Regions from separate parts of the Sus scrofa genome. Here regions 1, 2 and 4 are each linked to region 3. The links are chromatin contacts, called in public HiChIP or PLAC-seq and promoter capture Hi-C maps. All regions are on one chromosome and are shown on one strand. Each heading gives the region's core, a stretch centred on a gene start, on an enhancer-like site or on the middle of the called end of the contact. The rest is flanking DNA. Distances are from core to core; before and after follow the strand shown.

What was found. Promoter capture Hi-C pulls out the DNA fragments that hold promoters and counts their contacts. HiChIP or PLAC-seq counts read pairs in DNA pulled down with a chosen protein or histone mark.
Region 1: a promoter capture Hi-C map of fetal liver shows a contact between it and region 3, with 4 times the contacts expected there. The contact joins the promoter of AP3S1 here to the promoter of TMED7 in region 3. A contact is called at or near these places in 4 of 5 promoter capture datasets (fetal liver, fetal skeletal muscle and liver), 23 of 47 Hi-C or Micro-C datasets (adipocytes, alveolar macrophages, blood and 12 more) and 2 of 2 datasets of contacts at active chromatin or transcription factors (alveolar macrophages and skeletal muscle).
Region 2: an H3K27ac HiChIP or PLAC-seq map of alveolar macrophages shows a contact between it and region 3, with 7 times the contacts expected there. The contact joins the enhancer-like site here to the promoter of TMED7 in region 3. A contact is called at or near these places in 3 of 5 promoter capture datasets (fetal liver, fetal skeletal muscle and liver), 23 of 47 Hi-C or Micro-C datasets (alveolar macrophages, blood, brain and 14 more) and 1 of 2 datasets of contacts at active chromatin or transcription factors (alveolar macrophages).
Region 4: a contact with region 3 is called in a promoter capture Hi-C map of liver, with 5 times the contacts expected there. The contact joins the promoter of CDO1 here to the promoter of TMED7 in region 3. A contact is called at or near these places in 5 of 5 promoter capture datasets (fetal liver, fetal skeletal muscle, liver and 1 more), 24 of 47 Hi-C or Micro-C datasets (adipocytes, blood, brain and 11 more) and 2 of 2 datasets of contacts at active chromatin or transcription factors (alveolar macrophages and skeletal muscle).

Annotation. Positions count from the first base shown.
Region 1 is chr2:119,963,699-119,967,074 of Sscrofa11.1, reverse strand. It overlaps AP3S1 (AP-3 complex subunit sigma-1), which reads right to left and starts at 1,536. Exons shown (of 6, transcript XM_021084654.1): 1 at 1,021-1,536. The coding sequence starts at 1,089. It overlaps ATG12 (autophagy related 12), which reads left to right and starts at 1,373. Exons shown (of 4, transcript NM_001190282.1): 1 at 1,373-1,740. The coding sequence starts at 1,578.
Region 2 is chr2:120,044,202-120,047,642 of Sscrofa11.1, reverse strand. No RefSeq gene overlaps it. Among named protein-coding and RNA genes, the nearest start is that of LVRN, 72 kb to the left of the region's middle. Within about 2 kb of position 1,607, at least 2 of the 83 cell types and tissues checked have an H3K27ac peak or open chromatin away from gene starts, as enhancers often do. A contact at or near this core is called in alveolar macrophages, where this site is marked.
Region 3 is chr2:119,802,583-119,805,908 of Sscrofa11.1, reverse strand. TMED7 (transmembrane emp24 protein transport domain containing 7) reads left to right here and starts at 1,503. Exons shown (of 3, transcript NM_001202540.1): 1 at 1,503-2,053. The coding sequence starts at 1,859.
Region 4 is chr2:119,938,778-119,941,771 of Sscrofa11.1, reverse strand. CDO1 (cysteine dioxygenase type 1) reads left to right here and starts at 1,347. Exons shown (of 5, transcript NM_001167643.1): 1 at 1,347-1,516. The coding sequence starts at 1,347.

The sequences.
Region 1 (3,376 bases), core at 287-2,786, 160 kb before region 3:
CCACACATAGGTATATCTCTACATTATTCCTACCACAGAGTCCAATTTCATGTTTTACCTCGTGGTGGATTTTGCCCTCAGATACGCACACCTGTCTATGACCCTCCCTCAACCAATGATAACTTATCGTCATCACCTTGAAACCTTCTGCATTTTTCAACAGTATGTACCCGTTTAAAAGAGTTTAATATTACTACTTCTCGTAAGTAGCAGAAAAGCTATAAATTAGGGAAAATTCCCTTACGTAGACAAATGCCAAACCAGCCGCTGAAATTCTAACTTTGAGATATAGAATCACAGTTCTAATCGGTCAAATACAATGGTCGCCAGTTATTCCAAGAGTAAATAAATTGTAGCCACCAAGGGGAACAGCCACAGGAAAACGTTAAGTCCTCACTTATCTTTTTCCTTTAAAAGGAGACACCTGAAAGCCACAGTGGGCAGTGTATCACGTATGGCAGCCTAACAGGAGAGACTATACAGAGCGTGCAGGTCTCCAACGCAGGAAGCCAAAGTTCCTGCGCGACGAGAGGATTACGGCGAAAAGCAGTAGCCCATGAGCCCACAGGAAAAGAGAAAGAAGTCCACCAGGAAAGGCTGGAACTCAGGGAGGTGGGGCTGCGAGGCAACCGGCCCCGCTCGGTCTCCCTGGGCGGCTAACACAAGCCGCGGGCAGCGGAAAGGCGAGAGCGCCGGGTGGGCTCGCGGCGCAGGTGGGCTGCGGATGCCAGACCGGCTTCGGCCCAGCACCGGGAAGTCTCCAGAGCCTCGCCCATTCAGCCAGGAAACCACCCAGCCCACAGACGGGCGGAGGAGCCGCCTGGACAGAGCCACGTCGGAGGAAGGGAGCGCGGCGGGAAGTGGGCACCTCGCTCACACCCACCCGGAGGCTGACAGCCGCGAGCGCGAGACGGCCAGGGCGCGAGCAGGGCCGCGGCGCGCCTGAGGGGGTCGCCCTGAGGGCGCAGCCGGCAGCCAACGACTCCCCCTCGCCCGGGTTGGCGGCGGCAGGGTACTCACGTAGGGCTGGTAGAACTTGGAGAGCCGCGGCTTCCCGTGGTTATTAAAGATGAGGATCGCCTTGATCATGGCTGAGCCGGGCCCACCGGGTGGGAGCTGGGGGCCAGGGCGGGGGCGGGCGCGCGAGGCTCGCCTCGGATCTCTCTGGCGATCCTTCCCCACCCGCCCCCTCCCGCACGCGCGCGCGCGCGCGCGCCTCCAGGCTGCGGGGCGGGGCTTGGGTGGGGCGGGGCCTGGGCGGGGCCAGCGCGGAGGGAAGCGGAAACAGCTTCAGGCCGGAGCGCCTAGCAAAGCGGCGCTTGCGCATTCGGCAGCTCGTGGGGCCGTTGCTCACCGAACATTTCCGGAGATTTGTTGTCTTGGGGGAAGCAGTTGCGTTATCAACGGTCAGAAGACTGCAGCAGGTTGGACATAGGGGACCAGGCTGCAATACTGACTTTCGTAGTAGGTTGGATACCCGCCTACTCCGGCGCCTTCCTAGCGACTCTCACCAGCTCAAAGCCCGCCCACGACGCGCGCGGAGCGACCACTTCCGCCCTCACCTCTCTCGGTGCAAGATGGCAGAGGAGCCGGAGTCTGCGCTGCAGCTCCCGCCCGCAACTGCTGCTGAGGGCGATGGACCTACGGAGGTCTCCCCAGAAACTGCCACTCCGGAACCCCCTTCTTCCGCTTCAGTTTCCCCCGGAACAGAAGAACCTGCCGGTGACACCAAGAAAAAAAGTAATTTTCGAGAAGTTTCACTTTGGGCAGAGAAGCTTAAGCCTTCCTTACAGTTCAAGTAGGGATGGCAGCTAATGAAAATTAGAGGAGGGCGGGTTCCAGACCAGGGCCGGCTCAAGACGAGGTTTTTGAGCAGGAGAGAGGAAGTATACTTTTCGGCTTTTAAGACGTTTGCCTTGAGTGCCTTTCAGGAAGCTATCTCTGGACGCACATGAGTGCCACAGCATTTAGTATGCTGTGCTCGCATCTTCCTTTGAATCGGGCAGACCGTGAGCTATCGGAAGGTGGGCGCTCATTGGGACCTCAGTAGTTCCAGATGCTTAATGAGGAACCTAATAATTTGAGTAATGATTTTAGGTGATAGGGATGGTCAGTGGTAAATCAATTAAAATCCACACCTTCCGATTAGGTTGCTGTGTTTTAATCAGTTAGTGTGAATTGGACCAAAAACGGGAGATTTACCCAGTATGAAGAATGCTAAGAGAGAATTAAAGGCATAGGCATCACTCTTTTAAATAAACAGAACAAAGCAAAACACCTTTTTGGAACGCTTGTAAATGAATCATTTCATTGCTTGAACTAGCTGTCTTCAGCCTTTATTTCTTGAGAATTAGTTCACCATTGTAAAATACAGAAATTCCTAAATGGGACACTCTGTAGAGTTGCTGAGAAAAGCAGGAAATCAACATCCCCTGTTGAAAGAGGTTGACCCTGGCCATGAGACAGGCTTTCTCAGACCAGAGTCTTATTAAAGTGTAGGTATCCTACGTTGTGCTTAGTGATCCCATGCCCTTTCATCCAACCTCACTTTCTGCTGCTAGGGAGGATAATTGTCTCTCCTAGCACGGTCCCCTTTTTAAATCACACTGCCTCTACATTTGGTGGAAATCTGTTCAGTTATTTCCACATGATGCACCAGTAGAGAAATAGAAACCTATGATTAGTTATGTGGCTAACTGCTAGAATCTTTCTTTAAATGAATCCCCTTAATTTTATAGATTGTGGTTACCCCTTTTTCCTATCAGTTTACTATAAGCAGGAACAGACTTTCAAAGGGTTTGTCTTAGTATCTAGCAGTCTTAGTCAACAGCTTACTATGTACTTGACCGTGAAGGCTTTTGTGTAAAACAGTGGCTAAAAGTAATGACCCACCTCCCAGATATGGCCTGGAGTTATGTATAATGTTTCCTTAAGTCTGCACAATTTATGTTTTTTAGCCATCAATTAAAAATCAAATTTTCATTTTCTAGTTCCTGGGAGCATTTAGGCTCTGTGATATAAAACTTATTTGTAGTTGTTGAATTTCTACCCTGAAATTATTGTCGTTTTTTGAGGACCTTTTCTGATGAAACCTTAAATATTTCATATGTTCTACCTTTGGTTTAATTTTCAGATTAGTGAAGGTGAGGAAGTTTGCTGGTTGTGATGGCACATTAGGATCACCAGGGGGAGCTTTTGAACATATCGGTGTCAAGGTGCTACCTCCAGAAGATTCTGATTTAATTGATGTAGACATCTGTGTTCTTGTAAATGTTCCCCCATTTGGGTCTGATGTGTAGCTACAGTTGAGATACACCAATAAGTAACCTTTAGAAGTTAAAAAATAGAGTTATAATAAATATTTTTCATTCTCTAA
Region 2 (3,441 bases), core at 358-2,857, 240 kb before region 3:
ATTTTTCTAAGAGCACTGGGATTGCTGGACCTGCTCTCTCAACTCTGAACTATGAAGCACTCATAAAGATCCTCCACAGAAAGTTGGGAGGTGGGGGAAGTGTAGGTGGGAAATGATTTTCAAGTGGGATAATCCCAAAACTTTGGGGGTAGACTTCCTGCTGAAGTTCTGAAGCAGGAACAGGAACCTCCTTAATGCCTTTTTTTTTTTTTTTGTCTTTTGTCTTTTTGTTGTTGTTGTTGTTGTTGCTATTTCTTGGGCCGCTCCCGTGGCATATGGAGGTTCCCAGGCTAGGGGTTGAATCGGAGCTGTAGCCACCGGCCTACGCCAGAGCCACAGCAACGCGGGATCCGAGCCGCGTCTGCAACCTACACCACAGCTCACGGCAACGCCGGATTGTTAACCCACTGAGCAAGGGCAGGGACCGAACCCGCAACCTCATGGTTCCTAGTCGGATTCGTTAACCACTGCGCCACGACAGGAACTCCTAATTAATAGTTTAAAAGGGGAGGAAAGACAAGAGGAACATCTTCCATCACTGTGATGCTGACATCACTCCCTATGAACTCTTAACAAGCAACCCTATTTCAGAAGGTAATTCTGACATAGAAATTATATTTTCCAATTTCTGTGATCTTACATGGGTGGTAAGATAGCCTCGGAGGTAACCTCATCTATTCTTTACCTGCAATAGTTGGTTCCTCTTCAGTGTGAAGCTCTCTCTCTCCCTCTCCACAACCATACACTATATATATATATATAAACGTCCAGTTTTGGAGTTACACTGAGTGACCTGTGTTAAGTCAGCAGCTGCAACTCCAGCAACAGAGTCCTAATGAAACCCTTCTCCAAAATAGCTGTGATTTTTGCTAGAGAAGTCATGATGGCTATTATTTTTGGTGCTCTGAAAGACATTTTTTTTTGGATCAGATGTCAATGAGTTGTGGAGGAATGGAGGATGGGGACTCTTTTCTTTGCCAACAAGGTCTTTTGATATGAGGATCCTGAAATGGATGGAGGGGCTGCTGTAGATTAAAGGTGAATACAACCCTTGTTGCATCCTAGAGGAAACATTTCTGGGATCCAAGACCCCTACACCACAGATCCTAGAGTTGTAAGGCCAGGAAGCACAAATTCCCCTGGTGGGTCACTGGGACTGGTTTAAGTCCAGCGACTCCTACTTCTACCCCTTGATGCTTGACTCTTGCACTCCACCTGTTGGGGAAAGAGCACCATATAATGGTTATGGATTAAGCGCATATATTACATCCTGGAGAATGTTGCCCCATCTTTGCAGGGTTTAGTCCCAAGCTGGTGCCTCAGATGTACCCTTTTAAAAGACCATTATATTGCCCTATCAGTGCAGCAGCTTGAGTTGGGCAGCAAAGAACAAGATCAGTTGATCTCATGGTTCTGCATTCACGGCAGCACCTCCTTTGCCCTAAGATTGATTCCTTGGTCCTTTGTGAGGCTAGGTGGGCTCCTATGTAGGTTGATCAAATTCTTTGAAAGTCCTTCGATAGCAATGTTGGCTGAGGTCATGCAGTCAGGAAAGGGAAGCCCATACCCAGAATATGAGTCAGTTCTATCAAGATTAATTCACCCCTCTTTCTAAAGTGGAAGTTACTTGTTACCACATGGCTGCTTCACTTCTCCAAGGGAAGGTGCTGTATCAAGGACTCAGCAAAGGCTCTGTTACTGGTAGATAGAACACCTGGCACAAGCAGTATCTGAAGAGCCTAGATGAGTAGGAACTCATGCTGCTGGGCTCATGTGTAGCCCTCTTTTCCTGGAACTAAAGGAGATGCACTGGTCAACAGTGGAAAATGAAACCGGGGCCAGGACTTGTGCAGCTTATTTGTACACTCTGCCCTATTCTGTCCCATGTCTTGCTTGCATCTTACCACAGACTGTTGCTGGGTCTGCTTAACTTTATGATTTTGTGAGTTTGATGGATTCCCAGCTCAGTTCTGGATGTATGGTCACTTCTATGATCAGATGCTTGTCTTAACCAGGGATATTTTTCAAATGATGTATAATTTTCCACTCCAGATGGCACTGTCTGATTGCAGGTGAATAAGAGGTTTATGTTATAATTGTCCAGCTGGGGGATGTCACAGATAGCACATGGCATCTTTTGCCATCACTGACAGCTCTAATATCATTGGGTCTGTCAGGATTATGGTCCAAGAGGAAGGATTACTTGCACCGCAAGGCTGGACCTGTTGGCAGTTTCCTTTCCTGTTCCAGGCCTCACTCAAAGCTAGAAGCTATTTCTATAAATGGGCTGGAATAGGGTTCCCAGTATCAAGTATGCTGTCTTCAGAATCTGAAGAGTCCTACCAAACACTGTGTTTGCTCCTGAGTGGGGAAGCTGTGAAATACTTTTTTTTTTTTTTTTTTTAACTTTGAAAGGGTTACCTTGGCATATCCTAGATCATCAGATCCCTACAAACTTCACTGATGTGGTAGGTCCCTTAAACTTCACAGGGCTCATCTTACCCTGGAGAGCATGTTATCTTACCAAGGCCTTCGATGTGCTTACAACTCCTTGTTCATTCAGTTCAAGTAACATAATGTCATAAATATGTGGACCAATGTGACATTATATTCAGATAATCCCGATCTTTTCTCACTATATTATGCACTGAGGGCAGGTGAGTTAACATCCATAGTACACTGTTGTATACCCATATCACGAGTTTTCTGGTCCTCCCACCTAACAAGGATGGAAAAGAAGTCATTTACCAGATCATTGGCCATATATCAGCTAACTTAGGCCTCATTAATCTTCCCTAAGAAAGATACCATATCTGGTACAACAGCTACAATTAGAGCTACAACTTCTTCAAGTTTGCTGAAGTCCACTGTCATCCTTCAGGATCCACCTCTAGGGAAGACTAGTCAGTTAATTGAGTATGTGATGGAATCCACTCTTCTTAAATCTTTTAGGTCTTTAAGTGTGGCACTAATATCTCTCTTCTCCCCAAGATGCAATATTGTTATTTACATATCTTGGCTGTGAGTGTGGGGACAATTTCAAAGCTTCCACTTAAGTCAACCTTTCTGTAGTAGCTTTTATCCTGCAGACACCTGTCCATGCAAATTACATTCAGGGATGGGGAAAATGACCAATAGGTGGATTTATAGACCTGGTAGTCTCACTATGAACCACACTTGGGCCAGGACTAAATTTATTACCTACCTCCCATCTGCTCCACTGTAATGGGGGCAATGGAACATGATGATGTTTGGTTCCTAGTTATCAGTGTCAACCTGGAAACTGTGCCCAATAATCCTCAAAAGGTTGTGTATTTTCCATTTCCCAGTGAATAGTTATCCAAGTAAGTCCCTTTGAAGAAATTAGTGAGGAAATCGTTAATATATGAACTTGCCATGGTGTGTAGGGTCCTTCCTCCTGGAGACGTTATCTTTATCAAT
Region 3 (3,326 bases), core at 254-2,753:
GGCACACGTTGAGAACCACTGCTCTAAAGTATATACTTTAAAGCATATGCAAAGTGGAATTCCTAGGCCATATATATATATATATATATATATATATATATATCTCCCCTACTTTATTAAAGCTACACTGTTTTCCAAAGTCTTTGTGCCAATTTACATTTTCACCAGAAGTGTATGAGGGATCTCGTTGCTCTGCTTACTCACCAACATGTGGTATTACTGTATTTTTTAAAATTTGCCTCTCTGGTAGTGTATACTGTTTTGCATCGGGGTTTTAATCTTATTCATTCATTCATTCTTTGTTTGCCATTTGATGTCTGAAGAGGAGGTTTTGAAGAGCAATGTTAGTTGGCAAAAGTCAAGAGTTAGAAAATAGAACTGGTATTCTACTTTGAAATTCAGTCTTCTTTCCAATCGAAGACACACACTAGTTCTTTTTCTGGCCTAGTTCTCAGGAAGATGCAGTCTCCCCCAAATCCCTTCTCCTTGGGGCTCCCCTCCCCTGTAGAAGCTCTGGACACAGCAGGCCAGTGAAGTCCTCCATGCCCCCCCCATCAACACACGTCCATCTCTGCGCTAGCCTTCCCACCACCCCCTCACTTCCTTGCGGGTCTCCTACCTACAGTGCCTCCATTTCCTTCTCATAAAACCATCTACCTACCCTCAGCTGGCCATTCTTAAAGGGCATGAGCCTCACCATGATGACTTATTTTTTAAAAATATAATAACTAATTCGTGGTTCTATACAGAAGAAAATGGATAATTTAAGAAATCAACATCTGTTAGCTACTATTAATATCACTATAATTTTTAAAGCACAAACCAGTGGTGTAATCTCAGACAACTATATTAAAATTTTCTAATCCTGAATTTCCTCACGACTAAGATAGGCATAATAATACCTACCGTATAGAGTTGTTTGAAGGATCTGTGTTTACTACAGTGCGTGATGATAAGCGCTCAAGAGATGTTTTTCATCTCGCAAAAGCTTATCTAGTGCTTACCACATGACAACCACTCTTGTAGGGACTTTTTTCAAATATCGAAGCCTTGTAATAATCCTACAGATGCAAAGACTGAAGCAGGGAGGTTAAGCAACGGGTCCAAGGTCACAGTAAATAGAGTAGAGATTAGAACTCCTGCAGTCCAGCGAGAATTCAGGCTCCTTGCTAAACTGCTTCCCCCCAAATTTGTTATTATGTGTAAGAAAACTCTCTGCGAACCGCAAAGCAAAGCGCTCTACCACCGGCGATCAGCCCCTTAGGGCAGAATGAGCTCTTCTTCACTCTCGGAGCTCCCCCAGCGTTCAGCTCCCACAGAAAAAGAAGCTGCAGGCGGGTAGCTCCTACTGCCAGCCGCCCGCCCAGCGTCGGCAGCAGCCGGCCACACCCCCCGCCCTGGCCCCGCCCCGCCACGTTAACCACGCTGGTCCCGCCCCTCGGCCCAGAAGGCGGGGGAGGCCGAGCTGACGCCTCGCGAGCTTCCACGTACGCACTCCACCGCGTCTCCCGGCGGCGGGGGAGAGCACATCCGGGTCGCTAGAGCAGGTGCCTCAGGCCCCGCCCCTTTACCCCCGTTCTAGTCTGCACTAACAGCCATCTCGGGCCTTTTCCGCTTTTCGTCTGCCGGCTTTATCTCTGTTCCCCAGGTCGTTCTGGGCTCGAGGCCCCAGTTCCTCAGCAACCTTCCTCCGCCCCAGCGACTCGCTTCTCACCCCGAATCTCTCCGAGGCTCGGAGCAACTCTGCTGTGCGTCTTCGCGGTGCCTCCCGGGCTGAGGCCTGCCGCGCTCAGTGAGTCTGTGCAGACCTGACCCCGCGTCTCCCCCGCAGCTCGGTTGAGGCCGCCGCCGCCTCACGATGCCCAGACTGGGCTCTGCGCAGCGCTGGGCGGCCGCCGCGGGCCGTTGGGGCCACAGGCTGCTCGTGCTGCTGCTGTTGCTGGTGCCGGGGCCCGGCGGCGCGTCTGAGATCACCTTCGAGCTGCCCGACAATGCCAAGCAGTGTTTCTACGAGGACATCACGCAGGGCACCAAGTGCACCCTCGAGTTCCAGGTATTACGGGCACAGACAGCCCCGGGCCCCTGTTCGCGGTTCCAGGTCGGGGCTGTGACTGCTAGGTGCCCCTTTCTCCTGTCCGAGTTTCTTCGTTCTTTGGCTAATTCAGGAATCACCCCTAGGTTGCTGATGCAGAGCATTTGGCTTTCGTCCCCAAAACTGTGTGCAAGAAACATTTAAGACCTGAGAGTAAGGCATAGGATGTCCAGAAATACTTTGTGTGGTCGTGTCTTTTGCTTCCTTTCTCTAATGTTCTTCATTTCAAGACCTTTTGAACTTTCTTTTTTAGAAGAGTCTCCTTTAAAAAAAATTCTGTCCTGTTCTCTTCTGTAGTGTCTAACATTCTGCGGTCCATACCTCCACTTTCATCAGATTCGAAGTGCTTTTCAGATTTTCCATCAATATGAGGACTATTGGTTAATGCTCTCTGTCATTGGAAGAGCTCAGTTTCAGACCAGATGACTATCTGCCAAAGGTGTTGTAGAAGGAATCGCTGTGATAAATGACAGGCCCTTTCTCATCTTTGGGATTATATAAAAGTATTGATTTAACAGAATGTATTTTTTTAATTGGTTAGAACAATTTTTTCGTTGTTGTTTGCTGTTGGCCTTAAAATATTTGAACAGCTATTGAGTATTAGGTGCTGGTGATACAGAAGTGATCAGAATAGATAGGGTCATTTTTTTTATTCCCTACCCTCCTACTCTTCATTTCTTAATTAGTACCTGCTTATTCATCAGAGTTGTGTTTTCAAAGCATAGAGTCTGGTCTTTGGACTCTATGAAGGCTTCCTTTAGGAGGTGATTTGAAGCTGAACTGTCAAGGATGAATTGGAAATACTTTGGTAAGGGGGAAAGTGGAGTAGCCTTTGCATGGTCCCATGCAAACTGTGGAAACAGTGACTGGGGAATTTGAGGACCACATAGAGGTCCTATAGAGCTGGCATTAAGGAGCCAAAATAGGGCTGGTTAGCAGGGGCCAGACCATATAGTGCCCAGAAACCAGTGTAAGGATTTGTTTTTTCCTAGGTTGTGAAAGCCGTCATAGGATTATAAGCAGTGCAGTGACAAAATCTAAGTTTTCTTGGTAGTTGTGTAGATATTAACTTGTACAAGTAGAGAAGGTGTTATGGTGTGTTGCAGAGTAATATGGAATACTGATTAGGAAGCTATTGTGGTGGCCCAGGCTGAGACAAGGATGATATAGCAGTGGGGAAGAGGAGTGAAAGGATGGGAGCTATTTAGTAGCTAAAAATCAACAGGGCTTGGTG
Region 4 (2,994 bases), core at 98-2,597, 140 kb before region 3:
AGAGTACTTATAGTGTAATCAGTTTAACTAGGGATGTTTAAGACTTAAGGTGGCACAAGTAAATTCATGTACATACATGTTTATACACATACATATCTTGAAAATTGAAACAAAGTCTAGAAAAAACAGGTCAGTCTTCCCAAAGCTTAGATCTTTACCCAGAGTCTTTTTATAACAAGAAAGAAGGAAGCTATCCTAGCATTTCTTCTCTCCCTTTTTTCTTATTTTCATTCATGCTTAATTTGTATTATTCCCAAAGCTTGCTGCTATGTTCTGTCCACTACATAGAAATGCCCTCCTTGTGTATTACCAGGAGGCTCCTGCAAGCACACCCCTAGAATTGAAGTATAATTAGAACTCAAATTACAGCATTTCTTTGAACCATTACTTGAAACATCAGTGTTTTCACTGAATATGTTATTTTTAAGATAATGTTTTATTTTAAAAACCAAAAAGAATATGTGGCCTTCTATTTGTTTCACTAGTCTTGCTCTAGACCCACGTCTCCCTTGTCAAATTAGTTTCAGTACAGCCCATTCAAATTTTTAAAAAAGACTTGGACTTTTTCACCTAGCCTCTGAATATATTATCAATGATTTCAACCGACCAAACAGTAGCTCTTCATCCTTGGGAGTGGAATCCATTCTCAACCTTTGCAAACTTCACAGTTCTCTCGTCGGCTCCATTTGTATGAAGGATCCCTTTCCTTCTAATTCCTTCCTCTTCGTTCCCCCTTCTCCAAACCCCTCTTGTCGGCGTCTTAGGGTCGCGAACCGCAGCGGTGGAGAGGGGCCTCTGAGAGAGGCGGCGGGGGTGGGGTGGGGTGGACAGAGGTTGGGATGGGCTTCCAAAACGCGCCCTGCTAAGGTGGGGGAAAGATTGCACGAAGCCCACCGCGAGGGCTGGAACCCAGGAGAGAAGGGCTCAGCAATGGCCAGAGTATCGAAAGAGCTGGGACCGTGTGCATGGGCCTTTTTTGCAAGCTTTATCCCCCTTCTGCCACCCTTATCAGGTCGCTCCCAGCTTCTCCCCACCCTCGGAGGGCCGTTGGTACATTCCCGCCGACTCCGAGAGCTTAAAAAGGGCCCAGGGAGGCTGAACCTAGCAGGTTTGGTCCCGATTTGCATGCTTGGCGGGTACCGAGGTCCGCCACGGCCAAGCTGCCAGGGTACCTCTTGATATCTTGGCAAGGGTTTCTTTACGCTGTGGCACTCGTGCCTTTGGGGGCTTTGTGTCTGTGTGCAACTGTATAGCTAGCAGCTAGGGGACCCTCGCCTCCCAGCTCCTCGTTCTCTCAGCTCGTTCGTCGCAGCCCAGCAGCTAGACGCGCGTCAGCTGCTCAAGGGATGGAGCAAACCGAGGTGCTCAAGCCACGCACCCTGGCGGATCTGATCCGCATACTGCACCAGCTCTTCGCCAGCGAAGAGGTCAACGTGGAGGAGGTGCAGGCAGTCATGGAAGCCTATGAGAGCGACCCCGCGGAGTGGGCCATGTACGCCAAGTTCGACCAGTACAGGTGAGGATCTCGGGCGCAGGCCTACGGTGACTCGGAGTCCCAGCGGGCGCGGTGGGTGGGGGTTTGACTCCCGGAGAGCGCCAGCTGCCAGATGCCCGACGCGCCCACCCTCCCCGCGTCCTCGGGCCTTTCCCACACCCCGGCGCGGTTGAGCAGAAGGTGAGTCCCAGTGCCCGGAGACGGCGGCGGGCTCCCGAAGGGAAGGCCATCGCGCGGCTGCGGGTTTTCTGTTCTGTTCTCGCGGATCAACTCGCGGCTCCCGAACCCCCCCCCCCCGCAACTCCTCCTCTCTCCCCGGCCCCAGGAGCAATATTCTCTCCTTTTGAGCCGTTGCTCCTCTCGGACATCGAGGAGATGGCTGGGAGAAATCCTGGCGGCCGGACTCACCCAGGCTCCGACTGGCTGGACCAACTGGAGGGGCTCCCAGGAGAGAACTCCAACGGCCGCCGGGAGAAAGGGGTGACAGTGCAGGACACACTTACCCGACGCCAATTCTCCATCACTGCTCCCTGGGTCGCCTGCAACCAGGCTTCTGCCAAAGGGAATTTTTGTTAAAATAACATCTTGGAGTTTTCAGCTGCTGTTGTTTGGTTTATGCTGCCCCCTCTCCCAAACCAATTTGACTACCCCCACCACCACCACGGACTGCGGGTTTATTTAAACCCACTGTCAGGTTCGAGAATTAAACGGAGTACTTCTTTTTCAGCCCCAAGCAATAGGTTTTCCCTTATCCTCAGATCTGAGGGTCTGGAATGTAAATTGAAGGCCCCTGCTTCCCAGATGTTCGTGAGTGAGATGCCCTAGGAGACCACTCCTTGCAGCCCTGGCTTGGAGATTAAGTAAAAATGAAACGCTCTTCCAGTCCTCTGGGGCGATAAGTAAAACTTAGTCACCCTGAAGAGTGAGGGCTTCTTTTCCAAAGCGCAGCCAGCACTTACGGGCTTACTGGTGGTTTGTGTGGAGGGCTGGGAAAGGCGGCTAGTTAGTTGAAAAGAGCAGAATAAAGAAAGGTGACGTTTTCCTTCAAAGCAGTTTCTGTAGTCCCTTTACCTCAACATGTGCAAGTGGGTTTGGTAAAGTTTTGTGGGCAAGGGTGGTTTCAATTGAATTTGAGGAGTTGAATTAGAAAGTGAGCTCTTGAGGGTCCTGTTTTCCGCTTGCAAGTGGCTCAAGGAAATTCCTTTGATTCCTATCCTTCTGTGGCTGCCAGTGACGCTATCAGAGTCTCGTTTAATTTTGCCATTTGCTCCAAGTAATTGAGGACTTGTTAGGGGCTCTAGTACTCTTCCAGTCACTTGACACATATATTAACCTCACAACAGCTCTATGAGATAGGTACCATACTTATCCCTATCTTACAGGTGAGGAATGGTACTCAATGAAAAGGTTGGATTACCTCAAGGTGAAACTAATGTCAGTTAGTGGCTCCAAGATCCAAATTAGCCTTATTGTGGGAGTTCCCGTTGTGGCGGGACCAT